Regions from separate parts of the Arabidopsis thaliana genome. Here regions 2 and 3 are each linked to region 1. A link is a contact called in public targeted proximity ligation data. All regions are on one chromosome and are shown on one strand. The core of a region is the stretch at or near the end of the contact, and the rest is flanking DNA. Distances in the headings are between cores, read along the strand shown.

Region 1 (3,172 bases), core at 282-2,781:
CTTGTGTTTAATTTGAAAGTAGGTAAAACAACTTTGGTAAAACGATATACTGTATGGATTAAAATAGAGAATTTAACTATTCGTTTCTATAATACAATATAAATCTTGTAATACGATATGAGTGTGTTCTTGTTAGGTTTAGACTCACTAAATCAAGCTCAAGGTAGATTGCTGGCCTTAACTGGAGAAGCAAGAAACCGCATAAGAAGGCTTACTTGAGACACACGAAACCATCTAATGCTTTTGTGTGTTTGATCTTGTGACGGAAACAGGCGGAGTTTCTTGAGAAGATACCTAGTAGAAGCACATTCGCACACAAGTGAAAGGCATTGTATTCTCATCTGTCCACATGGAAACCATAAGGATACTACAAAATCAAGAACTTTAGCGACCAGAAACGCCGTGGACAAGCTTATCTACGAGTGGAGAGGTTTTAAGCACACCATTGACTGGAAACAAACGGTAGGCTCTTTAGAAATATTTATCTCCCATGAGACACTATGAGCTTCAATTCACTTCCCCACTCCACTCTCCTGACTATGTTATTGCATCCACAAGATTGAGCTTGGATTCTGGTACTCCGTTTTCGAAAATAAAGTTTGTTGAGAAAAGCAAAACCGATTCAACAAAAACATATACAGAGCAAGATATATAAATTACTGAGCAGCCCTTTTTAAAAAAAAGTTTCATAGACAAACAAAAACTTATCATCATTATCAATTTATCATCATCATCATCATCAATTCATCATAATCATTTGTTGGCTTTGAGCCATTCCAGAATCCGTTTTTCAGATTCACTGAGCTCTGCTTCTGTCTTTCCCTTTATAGATCCTTCAACAAACTCAAAGTAGTCTTTATAATTCCTCTTGTAAAAACTGTCCAATCTCTGTTTCATTTTCCCAATATGAACGAAAAAAAGATCATAAGAAAATTTCCTACAAAAGACATAAACTATGTGCGTTATGGTATATAAATGTCATTCTCTTTACCTCCTTATCATTCTTGGCTTTGTTTTCCTCAGTCTTCTTCAAATACTCTGAAACAATTCTTCCCCAAAGAACGACATAGTTTAGGCAAAAGAAACATTCTAAATGTAAAGAAGAAAAACACAACTAAGAATTTCTAATTACTTTGGAGAAGCTGGTCGCTGCTGGTCAAAGCAGCGGCGATGAAAGACGTGGAGGAGAAGAGAATGTTTCTGCGTCCTAAATCAGCGGGTGGAGCAGTTAAAGAATGGCGTTTGGTATCGTTTCTGCGTACAGCTTGAACATTGGAAGAAGCATATTTGTTAACAGTTACTGTTAAAGCCATGAGAATGCTTTGGCTTATGGAGCTCATCTCTCTCTTGACCAGAAGATAAGATTCTTGTTTTATGTCTCTTATCTACATTACAGAGAAGAAACAAACATCTTTTTATTTATTAACAAAGAGTCCCTAACTATGTAATTTACAAGAACAAACCCTCAAATCTATTAAAAATAGATTCCAAACCCAGATAGAAATTTGTAGAGACAAAACCGGTTTAATAGACAAATATTCTCAAAGCGATTCTGGTTCGGTCGGGATTTTGACTGTACTCAGTACTTACATCTTCTTCATCTGACGATAGCAAAAATGACAAGCAATCCCTAATTTCGCCTCAAAAAATCCCAAAAAGCTTCGTTCTTTTTTAGTCATCATCATCTTCTTCTTTTCTTCTTCTTCGGTTGCTAAATCGAAGATGGCGACTGCTCTGGTTTCTCCTCTTACTTCACAACTCAACCATGAAGCTGTCTGTTCCAAGTTTGTGTTACCCAAATCGCCGTTCATGTCGGGATCTAAGCTCTTTTCATCGAACATGCCTTGCTCTACTGTTCCTAGACGCACAAGAAGATCACACTGCTTTGCTTCTGCTAAAGATATGAGCTTTGACCATATCCCTAAACAATTTCGTGGAGACAATCTCAAAGACGGAGGTTTTCATTTTCTCTCATCTTTTTTTTTCACCTTCTGATAGATTTGTTCTTTGATTCTATTTGGTGTTGAATTGAGTCACAAAGCTATGTATTTGACCTTTGTTTAGCTTAAACCAAGTACCTGATAGGCCTTAGCGACCCATTTATCTGCAATCATACTAAGTGTAGCAAAGCTTGTTTCTTTGGGGGTTTAATTCCGTTTGCAGTACGTCTATGTTGTTTATCATCTGAGTCTAAGTAGCAAATTAATGTGGGCTTTTGCCTTCACTAAAGTTTTAACCTGGAGTTAGTTTCAGACATACTAATTTCAGTAAAGTAACAGTCTTTTGTTCTTGATAAGTTGTCGCTGTATAATGGAATGGCGAAATATATTAGTTTGATTGCTACAATTCTTAATTGGAACTAAATTTAAGCTTGAAAGAACAAAATTCGCCAAATAAGCGGTTAAATTTGAAGAACGTGTTTCCTTTAATTCTCTAAATACTATTTGATCTGACATACTATATTCCTCGCCTTTGTTATAGTGATGCAGAACTTCAAGAACGTACCACAATATTTTTACGGGCTTAATTCAGCTCAAATGGATATGTTCATGACAGAAGATAGCCCTGTCCGTAGGCAAGCGGAAAAAGTTACAGAGGTTAGTTTTTCTCTTCTAAGCCTTCTTATCTGTGCATTTACAGGTCCAGAATCTGGAAACAGCTAAGAGGAGAACAAATTTGCTTCTCTACTATATGATTCTTATCTCGTCTTTTGGCATGCTTCTTTGTTCAGGAAAGCATCTCGTCTAGAAATAACTATTTGAACAATGGAGGAATATGGAGTATGTCCGGTATGAATGCAGCAGATGCTAGAAGATATAGCATGAGTGTCCAGATGTACAGAGGTGGAGGTGGCGGCGGAGGATCTGAAAGACCAAGAACTGCTCCTCCAGATTTGCCTTCTTTGCTATTGGATGCTCGCATATGCTACCTTGGCATGCCAGTAAGACCTTCATGTGTCGATAACTTGTTACTAAACCCATTTCTTTGCTACTGTGTTTGCTCTCTGCTTAGCTATTGGATCTAGCTCATTTTGCTTCATTTTTACTTGCAGATCGTACCTGCAGTTACTGAGTTACTCGTTGCTCAATTTATGTGGTTAGACTATGATAACCCAACAAAGCCCATCTACTTATATATAAATTCACCCGGGACCCAGGTCAGTAGAAGAAGT
Region 2 (3,172 bases), core at 457-2,956, 57 kb before region 1:
ACAATAAGCTAGATGATCTAAGAATGTTGAATGACTCATACAAAGTTGTGTGATTCTATTATCAATTAGGCATCAAGCAGACTAAAAACCAAGGATACAGCCTGACTTAGCACTATAGTAAGAACCATGAGACGTGTTTCAACACAACAGAGCTACATTGTTTGTGTTTATCCCAGTTTATATATTTTCCACACCGGTGAATAGAAAACAAATTGCGTTCAAGCAACCAAAGTAACCGAAACACAATGTTTTACACATATAACACCTACAGAAAACACGGAAAGTCAAGTAAACTAACCACTTCAATGAAATCTTGTGTTGAGTCTTTGTAAAATTGACTGTTTTCTAATGCCATCCATCTTCCGCATAATGTGCTCTTAATGTAGTAAAGGTAACGTAAAGTAGCACCTTTATAAGAAGGTGGTATAATCTGTGGGAGTATAGCTCGAACCATTACTGTAGATGAAAATTACAAACAAAGAAGCCTGTCAGCTTAAAGGTTGACATTGTAAAGCCTAGCCGTTAGTATATGTGCCGTCGGCATCAAGCAAGTGTACGTTATTATTGTTCTTTGTTCATACAGTATTAGAGAAGGAGTTAGGCAAGATTACATGTCATCTTAGCACCAGGGGATAGGATTTGATTTGAAATCAAAGATGGTGTTGAACTGTCTAGGAAGATGTGTTCACCTGAAAATCTCCAAGAGATATATATATGGTTAACGCACATCAATAGAAAATTACAAGTAGATGGTAAAGTGAGCATGACGTGTTGGAAGAAACATGAAAGGCTGACAGAAGATATATAACAGTTGCAGTAAAAAGCTTGTTAAAATACCTCTTCGTCCTTTGCTTCCTGGTGAAGGTTTTTGAGTAGAAAACCACTGAATGTCCAATTTCTCTAGACCTTTAACCTCAAAACTAAGCTTTTCAACCAAAATGGAGGGATTAGAGGCGTTGTCATGAGAATTAGCAACCTCAATAGTTACAAAAATGGAATCTCCAGGCCTATACACATCTTTATCCGTTTGAACACTTAGAGATGGTTTGATCTTGCTTCCAGAAACACCCACGGAGTCATTGACTTCACTGGAACTGCCGATCCCCAAAAAGGAAAACCTTGATGATAGCATCGCTTCAATGGCTGTGTTTCTTAACCAATACAACAATGCCTTCCATGAATCGCTTCAATGGTGCTAATTACAAGGACGACGAGACTTGGATGGAGTTGAATCATTCAAGGGTTCCAGAGAGAGGACAAACATAAAAAATTGGCAGACAGTAGCTAACGAATGGCAATCAATTACTTCAGATCCAGAGAGAAGACGACGCGAATCGCGCAGATCATAGAACCAATTTGTGAGATTTCGTTCCGAACAAAAGGCAAATGTTTCGTTCACAGAGAGTGAGCTTCTACCTTGGTTCCTTGAGAATGACGAGCAGAAATGTGAAGACGGTGCCGCCGGGAGAAGTCTTCGTGATAAGAGAGCCGAGATCACAAATGAAGAGAATTGAGCAAGGATTCTGGAAGAGAGTTTAGAGGGAGATGAAGAAATTAGGGAGATAAGCAATTTTCTGAGATCCTTGTTTGATGACTTCTATTCTCCTCTGCAGGAGAAGCTTACAATTACTTTAGAAAGCTTAGCTTAACTTAATCTCTACGTCTTATTTCAGCCCAACATGAGCCCAACATTTCTTATATTCTGCAATCATATTTTTGATCCATTTGATTAGTTCGTTTCGAAGTTCTTTAGGATCATACAAATCCTTTCTACATGTATCTAATTCAATAAATCATTGGCTCATCATATTTTTGTACATATGATGATTCGTTAAAAAACACCTAATTTACAAAGAAGTAATTATATTTTCATATTCAATTTTAGCATCTTTTCGACATCTTAAAAATGTGTACTCGGCTAATTAGAAATACTATACAGTAGTAGTTCCTTAAACATTCAATTTAGTGTGTTTTGGATTATGTATCATGGATTTTAAAGTAGGCTAGACTTTTTGTCTTTCTATCTTAAGTATTTACTTGCATTCACTGATTGTCTTTTACATGAACATAAAACTATCTAGGTGTCTTGATTCTTAGCAAAATGTTGTTCCTATTGTCTTTTGCAAAACATTGAAACTGTAATTGAACAATATAGTTTGAAGTTGTCTAATTTTGCGAGTTAGTTTATCTATAATCACACGAAACCAAATCATATAAAATCCATAAAATTTGGTCATTTACATCACGGATTGCTTTGGTAAGAGCTAGTTCATTATTTATGGCCACCTCTTCTGAATCAGTAACAAATGCAAAACTAGGCAACAATACTCCTTAGGATTCTATCAAGATTACTCAAAACGATTTTTTGCTCATGAGTAGTCCATGGAAGACAAATCATATCAGTTACGAAGCTTGTTTAGAATCTAAAACAAACAAAAAAAAAAATGATAAAGGGAAAGCAAAACATATTTATCGTGGTAGCAAACATGTTGTTGACTTGAGCTTTGTTGGCATAAATGTGACTGTAGTAAAAAAGCGAATCAACTGGAACTAAATCTCTGAACTTTGTCGTCGGATTAATTGGTGAACCATTGAATTTAACAAAGTGAGTGATTGCCCAACAATTCATTGCAACTTGAATCTTACTCCATTTTCACCCGATAAATTTTGTAACTTCTTTTTTATATTTTAATTTTTAGTAATAGATATATTTTATTATTAAAAATGAAATAAAAACTAAAAATTTATCATTTTGGAAAAAAATAGTCCGGTTGTAAAGGTTCTGATTATCCTGATTATAAAGAAAAAAAAAATAGTACAATGTATCGGTATCAATAATATGTAAATGTTTTCGGTACTATGAAACTGCATTGCACTATATGGTTTACTCTCCATTCGGAGTCTCGGTGCAATGTATTGGTACTAATGAATTAAAGACACCTTTTCTCAACAAAGAACGGCCACTTTAGCTTAATAAAAAAAGTCTTTAGCCATCCCATCAACCTTCGTATAAAAAGAAAAATAGTTGAAGATTCTACAATTTATTAGTATATTCCCATCAACAAATTCTTTAAAAGAAAAAAGTGGAGAAGGAATCAAAAGGGTTTGTTTGTTGTCAGTCACACTATAAAAAGACGCTCCTGAAACCACGTGACCACTACACGCCTCTCTT
Region 3 (3,172 bases), core at 237-2,736, 35 kb after region 1:
GCTCGAGAAGGGCTCGAAAGAGCTCTAGCTGGAGATGACGTAGTTGTCGCCCAAAGCTTACTTGGTGAAGCAGAGCGTATAGCAGAACCTCTTACAGGAGAAGCCATACCACGAGGAGATGATAAAGGAACAGCATCGCTAGAAAACCGTTTCGAAAGACCAAACTTTGAAGATATACTACTGGTTTTCAAACCCGGGCTAGAGGATAAAGGCGAACCTGGATCCTGCAACCGCCTTAACCGGCTATTAGTCTCTTGCCAGAACCTAGCAGAAGCCATAATATTACGAGGCAAGCTCTTTGATTTAGAGATTTCACCATTAACACCAGAGCCACATTCTTGAACACCATTAGTGCTACCAGAAGAAACACTATCAGTATCAGAAGCAGTAAAGTCACAGGAAACACTAGACGTCAGACCATTATTTGGTCTTCTCTGGATATCATCTCCAATATCCAAATATTCATCCCTACCTCCCAAATCTAAACTCAATCTCCCATTAACAGAAACCCTAGGACTCTCATCAATCATAGAATTATGCAACATTGACCTCCCAACAAACCCAGATCCAAGCTTTCCTCTATCACTACCACAATCTAAGCTTCTAGAAAGCGAATTCGGCACAACAGATTCAGAATTCCCCCTCCGTGAGGCTCCAGGCCAGCGTTGTTGGTCCACAGGCTTAGAGTTCTCTCTCTGATCTCGAACCGGCGTCGATCTCCGTCGCTCCGGAGTAGATTTCCGGTGAGAAACCGGCGTAGAAGTAGTCTCTTTCTTTTTACTAATCGGAAGAGAAAAGGCTTCACCTTGAAACGAAACAGACAAACTCCTAGTGGAAGTGATAAGCATCTTCGTAGCCGCCGACATTTCAGTGCCTACAGTGACCGAAACCGCCGAGGGTCGACGACGGTCCACTGATTGAGACCGTTTAGGTAACAAAGACGGCGTTTTGATCGAATTGGAAGCGGAATTCGTCGTGGAGCGAGAGAGTAAAGGCGAAGGAGATGGGTATCGTTTACTAGTTCTGAGTATTGCAGAGGAAGAAGAAGAGGAGGAAGAAGAGGTGGTGGTGGTAGTAGTGGTAGTGGTAGTGGTGGTGGAAGAGACAGAGTGAGACGGAGAAGGAGATAAGTAGCGAGAAGGAACTTGTTTGCCTCTGGGTCTTCTTTGTCCGCCATTGTTGGTAAGAGATTGAGGTCGATCTCGAGGTGGGTTTCTTGGGTCAGTGGTTGAAATCGCTGCAGCAACCATTCTCGTCGGAAAAAACTATTCCTTTTTTCACATTGCATTCAAAGAGATTTGTGTCTTCTTTCTTCTCCAAACTCACCAAAGTTGAAAACTTTCAGAACAAATCGAAGAAAGGAATTTGCTTTATTTGCTTCACAGCCGAAGAAGACGAGAGAGAGGAGAGAGGGCGATGGGAGAGAGATGTGGGGAGAAATTGCAAGTGGGGTTTGTGGATTTGGGGTTTCCTGAGTAACTTTTTTGTTTATGTGATTTAAGTTTCTTAGTATATCTATTGTTTATTATTATTATTTTGCTTTTTCAGAGATTTACAATTTTACATCGACTTTGAAAGCTTTGAATTTTGCCCTAAACTATATGTTTAATATTAATTAATTAGTTTTGGTTTTGGATGTTTATTCTTAATCTTCTTTATTCTTTATAATTTATGTATTATGGATGATCAGGAGTTAATTTCGTTTATTGCCTTTCTACTTTCCAGTTTCCACAGTAAGATAAGATCTTTCTATATTCTTTTGTTCATTTTATATAGATTTTTTTTTTCTTTCAAGTTTCAAGCCCTAATAAACAAAACTAACAAGAAATTCATAAACAAATTACCATGATTTTTGCAGTTTCATTGAATACCGAGAAACAATAAATTAATTGTATGAATATATTGCTCATAGTCAAATTAGTGTATTTATGAATTCAATAATTTTTGCTAAAATTTTCCTTTTTTATAACTAAAAGATCTGATTCAAAATTAAATCTATATTTTCCACTATGATAGTTTTTTGCATTTATTTTATATAACTGGAATATCTCAAGTTGAAGTTCAGATCAATACTTTGACATTTAAGATGACGTCAATATATAGTTTATGCTATTGTATACTAAACATATTATTATATTAACTCAAAAGTTTTAATGCTTCAGAATATGTGATTTGTTATGCCATTAGCTAAGTACTAACATAATTCAAAAATAATAATTTGTGGAGATATTTTTCCTCGTTCATCTATGGATTGAGTTATAGTGGTTGATTTCTATGACATAAAATTCATTAATAATTGTTTTAAATGAATACACATAACTAACCAGATCGAGATTGTTTCTTATTTTATCACATATATTTGGTCGCTATGAAATTTATATCACGATATTGATATTGATTTAATCATTAAAAACCGTTTAAATTTTGGTTCATCTTTATGCTTTTTGGAAAGTTGATTGAATATTTGCATGTGCTTGAAATTGATACTTTTCTTAGAATTGTCATTGAGGATTACTTTTGGCTCTCTTTTACTTAATACCATTCCTTGGCTTTCAAAGTTACCACCCCTAATTATTTATATCTTAACCCACAAATAAATACTAACTATAAGCAAACGATAAGCATAGATAAAATAAAAAGAGATACAAGTAAACGATTCATAATTGGTTCTTAATTTCTAAAATATGAACCATGGAAGCTAAAAGACTACGTCGGTATTATCTAATTCTTACGTTTCAAATTTAATAAGTTAACCCCAAATATAAATTGAATTCCTTTATAAGAAAAAGAAGAAAATAAATAGCATGTAATATTTACGCATTTGAATCGATGTTGATGTGTACATGTGATTTAGATTCATACCGAATTTTATATCTAAAATATATATGAGAAAAATAAATACGTTTTCTCTTGATTAATGTGGTCGTCTACGGTCAATATATAGTCAACAAAACAGAAAGGGATAAGGTCAATTCATTACTCCTATTTTCTCAAAAAAAAAAAAAAAATAGTGTGTGTGTGTGTGTGATGGAGATAAATACCACTACAAGCAAAGTAATGTATTTTGCATAAGTTAAGGAAATATTTAGAGAAAACCAAAAGATGTAATGTCACTTTTAGCTCCATTAATATTTTCTTGCTTTGGAGTGAGTATTAGTTAGTCCATATTTAG

What was found.
Region 2: a contact with region 1 is called in a targeted proximity ligation map of shoot, with 10 read pairs. A contact is called at or near these places in 3 of 26 Hi-C or Micro-C datasets (root, seed embryo and shoot) and 1 of 2 datasets of targeted methods (shoot).
Region 3: a targeted proximity ligation map of shoot shows a contact between it and region 1, with 11 read pairs.

What each region holds. Positions count from the first base shown.
Region 1 is chr1:18,503,013-18,506,184 of TAIR10.1, reverse strand. It overlaps CLPR1 (CLP protease proteolytic subunit 1), which reads left to right and starts at 1,531. Exons shown (of 9, transcript NM_103884.4): 1 at 1,531-1,957; 2 at 2,482-2,597; 3 at 2,732-2,941; 4 at 3,053-3,157. The coding sequence starts at 1,723. AT1G49975 (photosystem I reaction center subunit N) reads right to left here and starts at 1,428. Exons shown (of 3, transcript NM_103885.4): 1 at 1,133-1,428; 2 at 992-1,038; 3 at 1-888. The coding sequence starts at 1,340. The coding sequence ends at 754.
Region 2 is chr1:18,560,262-18,563,433 of TAIR10.1, reverse strand. It overlaps AT1G50120 (immunoglobulin), which reads right to left and starts at 1,706. Exons shown (of 12, transcript NM_103898.5): 1 at 838-1,706; 2 at 612-689; 3 at 299-456. The coding sequence starts at 1,132. It overlaps AT1G50110 (D-aminoacid aminotransferase-like PLP-dependent enzymes superfamily protein), which reads left to right and starts at 3,043. Exons shown (of 9, transcript NM_103897.4): 1 at 3,043-3,172.
Region 3 is chr1:18,468,360-18,471,531 of TAIR10.1, reverse strand. QWRF2 (QWRF motif protein (DUF566)) reads right to left here and starts at 1,486. Exons shown (of 6, transcript NM_103876.3): 1 at 1-1,486. The coding sequence starts at 1,250.